Linked DNA regions of Mus musculus: region 2 is linked to region 1. A link is a contact called in public ChIA-PET data. All regions are on one chromosome and are shown on one strand. Each heading gives the region's core, a stretch centred on a gene start, on an enhancer-like site or on the middle of the called end of the contact. The rest is flanking DNA. Distances are from core to core; before and after follow the strand shown. Region 1 overlaps Ascc1 (activating signal cointegrator 1 complex subunit 1). Region 2 has its middle 18 kb from the start of Ddit4.

Region 1 (5,860 bases), core at 1,656-4,155:
TCCCAGGTCTCTGCCAACTCTGACTTCTGTTTCAGATGTAGAGGCAGGCAGAGCAGAAGTTAAAATCATCCTCAGCAACACAGAAACATTTGAGGCTAGCCTGGGATGAGATATTGTCGCAAGAAATAAGATATTACGTAATAAGCAGAAACGTCTTAACATCAGGGTAGGTGAGAGGGCTCAGTGGGTAAGTGAGCTCCCAACACCAGACCTGATGACCTCAGTTCAATCCCTGGATCCACACGGTAGAACAAGAGAACAGACTCAAGACAAGTTGTCTCTGAACTATACACACACACACACACACACACACACCAAAACACCACTCCAACTAATGTCATGAAAACTTGAAAAGAAATTGATTAATGGGCTAAAAATATAGTCAATTTTGAAAATATGTTACTAATCTATTTTGCAATTAGGATCACAAACACTCTTTCAAAGTTCTATTTGTTAAAATTCCTGCAACAGCCAGGCATACACACCTGGGAGGCAGAGGCAGGTAGATCTCTGAGTTCGAGGCCAGCCTGGTCTATAGAGGGAGTTTTAGGACAGCCAGGGCTACACAGAGAGACCCTGTCTCAAAAAACAAAACAGCAGCAGTAACAACAAAATCCTCAAACCTAGAAGCTGCCGCTGAGCCTCGGTGGAGGGGACAGGCCCTTTAAGCCCTCAGGTCTTCCTCGCTTACCCTTGACTTCTGGCTGCATACAAGGATTCTTTTTTTTTTTTTTTTAAAGAATTTATTTATTATTATACATTAAATACACTGTAGCTGTCTTCAGGCGTGCCAGAAGAGGGCGTCAGGTCTCCTTATGGGTGGTTGTAAGCCACTATGTGGTTGCTAGGATTTGAACTCAGGACCTTTGGAAGAGCAGTCAATGCTCTTACCCACTGAGCCATCTCTCCAGCCCCCACAAGGATTCTTCTATGAGAGCAAGCACTGGAGGAACGGAAAGACAAGGTGGGAAGCAGGCATGTCCAGGAGCAAAAGCCTCCATCTGTTTAAAAATACCCACAGAGGCTGTGCCTGCTTATACCAGGGCAAGCCATATTCCTACACACAAAACAGGGAAAATGCAAATGTCTTGAGGGTGGAGCTCACAGACAGAGACACTCCCTGGATGTTGGAGGCCAAGGGACATGCCTAGCATGGAGGAAAGTCCTCTGAAAAGGACCTAGAAGTTTCTCAGATAGCCAAGGCTGACATGTTTCCCCCCAGTATCCAGAGCTACTCTCTGCTACAACTTTGCCACCTTTGGACAGGATATTTTATGAAGACACCCTATATTTACCACAGGAAAGAATGCTAAGTTACAACTCCGAGTACTGTGTTCCTCAGTTTTCCATTGCTGTGATACCAACCAATTTAAGAGGCTGAAAGGCTTATGTGGCTCGTGGTTTTGGAGATTTCAGTCCTCCATTCTGTGGCCTCAGTGCTGAGCAGTGGCAGCACAGCGGTGGCAGCATAGCGGTGGCAGCACAGTACGCCACACGTGATTGTGTAGCAAAGGGAAGTTTGATTTCATAGCATCCAGGAAGTGAGAGAGAGAGAGAGCCATGAAGGATACAGAATCACAAAATCCTCTCTAAGGGTGCATCCCAATGACCCACACGCCCTCTATCTAAAGCTCTCTATCCTCACAGCACCACCACAGCTAGAGGATCAAGGCTTTAAGATACAGGAATCCGGGGGACATTCCAGAGCCAAACTACAGAACACTCTGATTATTAGTTACTCCCTGCCAACAATCTAATGGACCATTCCAGAAAAAGACAGACAGACAGACAAACTCTACTTTCCTTGAAAGGATAAAAAGAGAAGGTTCACTAGAAATCTTTACAGCCACAATCTGGCCTCATGGAGCCGCAATGCTTCTAAAGACTGGGATAGCAACATCCACTTCAGAATAAAAGGCATTGTTTTTGGCAAGGATTTGCTATCTTGGAGTCATCTTCAAGTTCAGCCCTAACTCCGGCAGCCAGGCTACTTTTAGTCTGAAACCTCAGACTGCAGTGATCATGGTGAGAGAGTCAATAACAATAGCCAATAATAGCCGATAAAAAGAGGACACGGTGTTCTCACTGAGAGCCAAGGAGCACGGCCAAGGACAGTGTGTGGGAGGATTGAGTGCTATCAGCAGCAGCCTCCATAAGGAAAGTGTGAAAGGCTGTGTGTGCACATCAGGGCCAGCTACAGCTCCTCAGGCTCTGTGTGTGTGTGTGTGTGTGTGTGTGTGTGTGTGTGTGTGTGTGTGTGCACATCAGGGCTAGCTACAGCTCCTCAGGCTCTGTGTGTGTGTGTGTGTGCACATCAGGGCCAGCTACAGCTCCTCAGGCTCTGTGTGTGTGTGTGTGTGTGTGTGTGTGTGCACATCAGGGCTAGCTACAGCTCCTCAGGCTGTGTGTGTGTGTGTGTGTGTGTGTGTGTGTGTGCGCGCGCGCACGCACATCAGGGCCAGCTACAGCTCCTCACCCTGTCAACAGGGCACTCCTACTTCTGGTTCTTCCACTCACAATACTGAAGTCCTTGACGCCATCGGACAGAGCTGGAGTCCCTTCTGACAAGGATGGCTTTCCTTGCACTAAGAGGAAAGGGACTTCCTCCCCAGCCACCTGCAAGTCTCTGCTGGAGTGTGCAAGGTCTGCTTACAGCGTGGCCTCTCCTAGGGAGGCTATAAAACCTTCTGCAAGTAATCACTTGGGGTTGCACTTTTGGACGGCTGGCCCACAACTCGCTGCTGATGCAAGTATTATCAAGTTTAAGACTGCTGTTAAGACCAAATGACCTATTAGAGAGTGAATTAAAACCGATATATACAAACAGGATGCCAGGCAGTTCTGCTGAGCACCTCAATATGCAAAATGCTAAGGGACTTCCCCTCCCTGCAGAGCCTTTCCATTTTGAAAACTAGCAAGAAAAAAACACGGAGCAGGGGGCGGAGGTGGTGGAGCCAGGAGGTTGTGCTGACAGGGCTGGAAAGCTTGTGCCTGACCTCCATGCAGGCCGCACATGGTACCATTCGAGAGCTGGCATCTGAGACGGGCCGATGGCAGCTCGATCTGTTGCCAAGTTTCTTCCCCAGAAAATCCTACCTCGAGGCATGGCTATTACTGTTTTACCACAGTAAACTGTCTGGCGGCTGCTTGGCTGAGAGCCTCCTCGGCCCCTAAGCCTGTAATGCAGCTCTGAGGGTAGCTGCTGTCTCAGAGCTGACCCAGGGATGTTTCTGCAAAGAGCTGCCATGGGAAGAACCAGTGCTCATTAAGCTTTGCGACCACTCTCCTTTCTATTTCCTGTCTGGTCACCTTCCCGCAGACAGTGCTCATAACAGTACTCAACGGCCAGGAGAAGGTTCACAGGGAGGAAGTACGGGTCAGCAGAAGCAAAGCCCTACATCTTGTCTCACAGGAAGACCTAAGCAACTCTGGGGCTTTATCGAGGTTGGGCATCCAAGCCCTGACTGTTGGCTGTGTCAAAGTAACAAGTGGAGAAAAAGGGCATGGGGGATGGGGAGGCCAGTGGGGAGGGGAGAAGCACATGGGGATGGGATTCAAAAGTGAGAGCAGATCAGATGTCCTCAGGCAACAGGGTGTCTACATATGCACAAACAATAGCTGTCCAAATAATAGCTGAGCTAGGAACAACTCTTGCAAGCTAGAAGGCGGACTGCCACATGCTATCAACTCCGTTATTGTCACCTCATTAGACAAGACTGCACCCTCAGCCAGAGCTACAGGACACACACCTTCAGTACTGTCACCAGAGCTGTACACATTGTGACACCCACTTATGTCCCCATGGTCCTGCTCAGCCAGCCACCTTCCCTCTGTGAAGGCGTGGCCAGACTCAAACAAGCAAAAGGCTTTTTGGAGGAGAAAGCATTATCATGCCCAAGCATGCCTTGAGAGTTGAAAGCCATAACAATCTAAAAAACAGTCATTGAAATTCTGCTGGATTTCTAGCCAGACAGCTTTCTCCCTAGCTTTTAATTTTTGACAATAATGCTCTGCCGTGACTCTAAAATGATTTCATGGATGGAAATTTGTCCTTTTCAGAGCAATCACCACTTCACAGCACTACAGACTTCACTTGTTCTTATGCCAATTCCCTAACTCTTAGAGCAATAATCACACACAAGTACCACAAGGGTGCCTACCCACAGCGCTTTCCTTCAGTCAGGAGCCGTGTGTGTGTGTGTGTGTGTGTGTGTGTGTGTGCTGGGTATGCACTTAGGCTTGCAGGGCACACTCATATGGAGTCCAGATGTCAACACTAGGTATCTATCTCTTTATTACTTCCTGCTTTTTTTCTTGACTTATTTATTTATTTTATGCATATGAGTACACTGTCTCCAGACACACCAGAAGAGGGCATGAGATCCCATTACAGATGGTTGTGAGCCACCATGTGGGTGCTGGGAATTGAACTCAGGACCTTTGGAAAAGCAGTCAGTGCTCTTAACCGCTGAGCCACCTCTCCAGTCTCTCTGCTTTATTTTGTAAGCCTGTTCTCACTGAGCCTGGAACCTGCTGTTCTGTCTGTCCAGCCAGAGAGTGTGAGGGATCCCTCTGTCTCCTCACCCCCAGCACTGTGATTACAGGTAAACGCTGACATGCACTGGTCTATGCTGTAGACTACTGTAAACAGGTGGATCCCTGGGGCCCATAGTCAGTCAGCCTAGCAAACTGGTGAACTCTAGGTTTAGTAAAAGACCAGTTTCAAAAAAATGTTAAAATTACTTTCTGCTCTTACAATGGACCCAGTTTTGGTTCCCAGCACCCACATAGTAGCTCATAATGATCTGTAAATCTGTAACTCTAGCTCCAGGGGATCTGGCCTCCATGGGCATCAGTAACTCATGGCATGGGCACATACGCGCGTGCACACACATACACACACACACACTCTCTCTCTCACACACACACACATATATACACACACAGAAAAGGCACACATATGCACAGGCACACACAATAACTACAATAGATCTAAACAGAACCAACACTTGACTCATATCTTCAGTGAGTAACACACAAAACAAAGAACAGATCCCTAGGCATGCCTGCGGATGAGTGTTTCCAACAGTAAGAACAGGTACCCATTCAAAGCACTCCTGGGAAGGAGCTCAGGACTAAATACCCACCCCCTTCCCCAGCCAGGCATCTCTCTAGAGCTTTCTGCTTAGAAGATATCCAATAAATGTTACCACACATTTCATTCCGAGGAGAGCCAGCAGTGAGTCCCGGAAGAGCAAGGGCAACCTCTTGGGTTTTTCTGCACTTGCTGGCTTTGCCAGACTGTGCTTATGTCTGGTACTGTGTTGGCTAGACCCTATAGAATCTGTCAGCACCCCCAGGGCTGAAACAACATGTGGGAGTATTCCAATGCCACTGCAAAGAGAAGTCAGCAGAGACTGTGACTGGCGGGGAGCCAGGAGAGAAGAGTCATTGCATGAGAAGGCGACCACAGAGCAGTGAGGGTTATCTTTCCAGAACAGGCGCTGGCTTCCATCAAAATCAGCAATTGGCTGAGCCGACACTCATCTCAACAATGGCTTCACCCCACTGACAGTTAGCTGGTTCTTCAGGCAACCTCATTAGAGTCTTCACTTTCCAGGCAACATAACACATAAATTTAGGGGGAAAAAAATTGTGTGGGAGAAACGATGCCTGGATGTGGATGCTCCCCCTGCAAACTGCATGCAACAGAGACCAGCTGCAGCTCTTCAGGCTACTCTAGGGGCCGTCTCTAACACCTGTCAGGTTGACTGCGCAGTGCTCTTCTAGCACTGGGAAGACAGCAGCGCTCCCGGTCACTCCCACAACCTCCTGGTTTAATCATCCAGAATAAAGGTAG
Region 2 (5,159 bases), core at 2,029-4,528, 150 kb after region 1:
GGTTTTTTCCTTAGTGGGTTCTCAGGGGCTAAATGAATGATTGGAAGGAAAGAGAGAAAAGAGAAGGTCAGAAGAAGAGACAAGCGAAGGAAGGAAGGAAGGAAGGAAGGAAGGAAGGAAGGAAGGAAGGAAGGAAGGAAGGAAGGAAAGAAGGAAGGAAGGAAGGAAAGAAGGAAGGAAGGAAGGAAGGAAGGAAGGAAGGAAGGAAGGAAGGAAGGAAGGAAAGAAGGTGAAATTTTTTTAAAATTTATTTTCTCAAAACAAAACAAAACAAGACATATTTTATGTATATGAATATACTGTAGCTATCTTGAGACACACCAGAAGAAGGCATCAGATCCCATTACAGATGGTTGTGAGCCACCATGTGGTTGCTGGGATTTGAACTCAGGACCTCTGGAAGAGCAGTCAGTGCTCTTAACCGCTGAGCCATCTCTCTAGCCCTGAGGTGAAGTTTGTTCCCCGGATCTCCCGCTTCTAGCCCACGGTGCTGCACGTCTCTGGGAGCCACTAAACAGACTCTGGTCGCTGAGCTGGTCTGAGCTGGGATACTGGGATGAATCCTGAAACTGTCAGTCACCAGCCACTTCCATTCTCCTCTGTACAGTGGGGTGGTCCTCGAGGCCTCCCTCATGAGCTGAAGGGGGTGCAGGTGTACACGCTTGCATGGATGTACCAAACAGTTGTTAGCTCTGTGCAGTCACTATACTAAACGGTAGAAGACTGGGTACAATCTGGAGCTAGACTTCCTGACATCTGGCAAGCGTCCTACCCTTCCCAGGCCTCAGTTTCCTGCTCTATAAGACAAGGAAAATAAAATCTGTCCCAGGAGCTATAAGAGTTAAATGAGATAATCCATGAGGAGATTTTGAGGGCTAGTAATATCATATCACACACACACACACACACACACACACACACACACACACACACACACAAGCTCATGGGGGGGCTTTGAATATAAATGCAGGACGCATGGTTAAACAATAAACCATGTTTATGATAACAAAACCTGCTCTCAAGATTTCTGTAATGTGGGGTTGGGGATTTAGCTTTGTGGTAGAGCGTGCTTAGCAAGGGCTCCACCCTGGGTTCAATCCTCAGCTCTGGGGGGAAAAAAGAAGAAAGAATTCTGTAATGTGTAATGTCAAAGAATAACATCCACTATTCTAGGTAGGCATGTAGGGAACTACAGCAGGAGGATCACTTAGGTTCAAGACCAGCCTGGGCTATATAGGTTGTTTAGAGGCCAGCCTAGATTATATAGCAAGAATAAATCTGTGATGTTGATGTAGGAACAATTTAGTCCTACTTATCTAATGATAGACTTTTGAGAAATAAAGGCATTTAAGGGACTTCCTAGGGGCCCTGCACAAGCATAGTAGCTGGCTGCTGTAGAAATCCTGCTTGCTTTAGAGAGAAGAAAGCAGCTGGAGACATGGAAGATTTACTCTTCTGCTTAGAAGCTAAGACACAGCGGCAAGGCCACCGGGGTAGCTCTAACTCTGGCTAAGTGTGGGATAGCCCCCCAAGGCTGTAGGCACTAACTTAGCTCCGGAAGGCTGCAGTGCCCTCCCACAAGAGGAACTGCAGCAGAGCAGCAGAGGTGAGGACCATGCTGGGCACAGAAGGGAAGAGCTGGGGACTGGAGGTCAGGAAAGGTGACCTCTGCCCCCAGGGGCTTGGTGCCAGGCCAGCCCCCATTAAGGACAAAGTGAACCAGTAGGGCGCTGGGGTTAGATAGCCAGCACACCATCCTGGCTCCAACTTGACAAATGGGTCTGTTCAGGATTTAAGGATGCCCTGCTGAGAAAGTTCCAGAGGTCCCTCTGTCCCTGAGCCAGCTGAGTCAGGCATTTGCAGCACATACTGTAGAGCAATCCTGAGCAACCCTGCTGGTGCACTGTCAACTTCTCTGAACTGCAGTCTGCAAAGTGGGCGTGTCCGGGTTTTCTTTTTTTCTCTCCTCTCCTCTCCTCTCCTCTCCTCTCCTCTCCTCTCCTCTCCTCTCCTCTCCTCTCCTCTCCTCTCCTCTCCTCTCCTCTCCTCTCCTCTCCTCTCCTCTCCTCTCCACTTCTCTTCTTTTTTCCTTTTTCCTTTACTGGAGAAAGGAATGACTATTTGGCAAAAAGGTTGATCAGAACCTAGCACTGAGCCGGGCAGTGGTGGCGCACGCCTTTAATCCCAGCACTTGAGAGGCAAAGGCAGATGGATTTCTGAGTTCAAGGCCAGCCTGGTCTACAGAGTGAGTTCCAGGACAGCCAGGGCTACACAAAGAAACCCTGTTTCAAAACAAAAACAAAAACAAAAACAAACAAACAACCCCCCCTCCCCCAGCACTGAACCTTCCAGCCTGTGGCATGCTGAGGCCTCCTTGTTTACTAAGGAGAACCGGCCCCAGGAAGTGAGGCCCAAAGACCTCTGGGTGGAAGTTTCTTTGGTTTGGTTGAGGTCCAGGAAAGCATCCTTCCTGACTTTTGACCAGCACAGGCCACACCAAGAAGCCTGTGCGTGTTGGTGTTGGTGATGATGCTAATGATTGAGACAGGGCTTCTCTGTGTAGCCTTGGCTGTCCTGGAACTCGCTCTGTAGAGCAGTTTGGCTCCAAACTCAAACTCAGAGATCTACCTGCCTCTGTCTGCTGAGTATTGGAGTTAAGGGTGTGTGTCACCACTGCCCAGCAAAACAGGGTCTTATGTAGTCCAGGCTGACCACAAACTCTTTGTAGCCAAGGATGCCCTTGAGTTTCTGTTCTTTTCTTCATCTCTTGAGTGCTAGGGTTCGAATTTGGGCATTGGATTTGAATTCATAAATGTTAGACAAGCACACTCTACCAATGGAACTACCAAGTTGTTAATTACCTAACTAATTAATCGTGCTGGGGATGGGATCCAGGGTCACGAATGTGCTAGACAAGCATTCCACCAACAAGCTATACCCCTGGCCCTCGGAGTTAATCTTCATAATCCTTACTTCCCCCCTCCGTTTTGTGAGACAGCCTTCCTATGTGTTCCTAACTGTCCAGGAACTTGCTATGTAGGTGTGGACAGACTTGAACTTGTGGCAATCCTTCCCTTCTTGTGCCTCCCAAGTGCTGGGATTATAGACATGAGCCACTCATGTCCCACAAAAAAAATCAGCCTTAGTTACAGCTAAGGCAAGTGAAGTTCACAGAAAGGTCCTGTTCAATATCAAGTCCAGGGCTCACCCCAAGCAGCCTCTCCCACAGAGCACACGTATGGGCTGAAGGACAGCTTCAACTGTGCCCAGAAGCCTGGTGTCCCCTTTTTGATCTTTCACAAGGCTGAGCTACCAGTTCCTGTCGGTTAACCCCCCAGAGAGAGTCTGACGCAGTTTGACTAAAGGAAACCACCAGTCTTGGCACGAACTGCCCTTCCTGGCAGGCCGACTGAGGTCAGGGTGGGTGGAGCTGGGAATGGCATTTCTTATTCCTTTCCCCAGATACCCATGGACTACTGCCTGGGTATTGGGCTCACCTTGAGCCTCAGTGTCTTCGTCTGTACAATGGGGTGAAGGTTCCACTCCTCTATTGCTGGGTCCAGTTGAGAGAGTTAAAAAAACAAAAATTCTTTGAGCCAGGCAGTGGTGGTACATGCCTTTAATCTCCAGCATTCAGGAGGCAGAGGCAGGCGGATCTCTATGAGTTCAAGGTCAGCCTGGTCTATACAGAGAGTTCAGGGATACACAAGGGAAACCCTGTCTCAAAAAAACGAAACCAACCAACCAACCAACTCTCTCTCTCTCTCTCTCTCTCTCTCTCTCTCTCTCTCTCCCCCTCTCCCACACGCACACGCACACAAAACAAACAAAATAACATTCTTAGGCCAGGCGTGGTGGCACACACCTTTAATCCCAGCACTCGGGAGGCAGAGGCAGGCAGATTTCTGAGTTCGAGGCCAGCCTGGTCTAAAAAGTGAGTTCCAGGACAGCCAGGGCCATACAGAGAAACCCTGTCTTGAAAAACAAAACAAAACGTTCTTAGGATGTTTATTCTGAGGATTAAAATAAAGTAAGAGGTGTTGACTCCTCCTTCGCCCCTGAGAAACAGAGACAATAGGTCACTGTATGAAGTCATGAAACGACAAGGGGATAAGGATTCGAACCAGTCACCCAGGGTGGTAAAACCCTTATCATCAGCCCGGCATGCCTTTAATCCCATCACTTGGGAGGCAGAGGTAGGCTGATTTCTGAGTTCGAGGCCAGCCTGGTCTACAAAGTGAGTTCCAGGACAGCCAGGGCTACACAGAGAAACCCTGTCTCGAAAAATCAGAAGAAGAAGGAGGAGGAGGAGGAGGAGGAGGAGGAGGAGGAGGAGGAGGAGGAGGAGGAGGAGGAGGGGAGGAGAAGAAGGAGAAGGAGGAGGAGGAGGAGGAGGAGGAGGAGGAGGAGGAGGAGGAGGAGGAGAAGGAGAAGGAGAAGGAGAAGGAGAAGGAGAAGGAGAAGGAGAAGGAGAAGAAGAAGAAGAAGAAGAAGAAGAAGAAGAAGAAGAAGAAGAAGAAGAAGAAGAAGAAGAAGAAGAAGAAGAAGAAGAAGAAAGGCCCTTATCACCTTCCTTTACACTCCCTCCTCATCTGGCCTCGGACTCTCCAACCTTGCAACCACGGCCTCAGTATCCATCTGGATTGTCTAGAAGAAATCCACCCTCCTACCCACTCCCTGCACCCCGCTCAGCGTGGGAAGAGATGTCGCCCCCCCCAAGCTTCCCCCCACCCCTGCCCTCCCAGCTCCAGGGCCCTACTGACATCCACATATTACAGCTGGCTTGAGGGTGCAGACCCGCACCCAGCTTGGTCTCACGCACTGTTTTTGATTGGTTCCTTCTGGTGGCATAGACAAGGTGTCAACTTTAGTAGCCAATGAGAAAACGCTCAGGGAGATGTGGTTGCTACAGCAACAGAGAGCAAAATCCGGTTTCTTTCACTGGGCACAGAGCCTGCTCTTTCCAGGACCTGCCACACAGTGGTCATATGCTCTACAGTAGAAAGAATCGGGAGACCGAAGTTGGGGGATTCCTAAGACCCAAACCCTTGACAAACGCTGAGTGTGAATGAGCCTCCACGCCAAAACTGATGAGAGCAGGCTGTCTGGAGGAGGTACTCAGATTTCTAGGTCTTTCTCTTGGATCGGCTGAGGAAGAT

The links. ChIA-PET counts read pairs in DNA pulled down with a chosen protein or histone mark.
Region 2: an RNA polymerase II ChIA-PET map of memory CD8 T cells shows a contact between it and region 1, with 20 read pairs. The contact joins two enhancer-like sites. A contact is called at or near these places in 3 of 39 promoter capture datasets (embryonic stem cells, hippocampal neurons and liver), 1 of 484 Hi-C or Micro-C datasets (uterus) and 2 of 115 datasets of contacts at active chromatin or transcription factors (embryonic stem cells and memory CD8 T cells).

What each region holds. Positions count from the first base shown.
Region 1 is chr10:60,078,301-60,084,160 of GRCm38.p6, reverse strand. The region is part of intron 9 of Ascc1 (activating signal cointegrator 1 complex subunit 1); the gene reads right to left. Among named protein-coding and RNA genes, the nearest start is that of Spock2, 25 kb to the left of the region's middle. Within about 2 kb of position 2,905, at least 166 of the 459 cell types and tissues checked have an H3K27ac peak or open chromatin away from gene starts, as enhancers often do. A contact at or near this core is called in memory CD8 T cells, where this site is marked.
Region 2 is chr10:59,930,905-59,936,063 of GRCm38.p6, reverse strand. No RefSeq gene overlaps it. Among named protein-coding and RNA genes, the nearest start is that of Ddit4, 18 kb to the left of the region's middle. Within about 2 kb of position 3,278, at least 136 of the 459 cell types and tissues checked have an H3K27ac peak or open chromatin away from gene starts, as enhancers often do. A contact at or near this core is called in memory CD8 T cells, where this site is marked.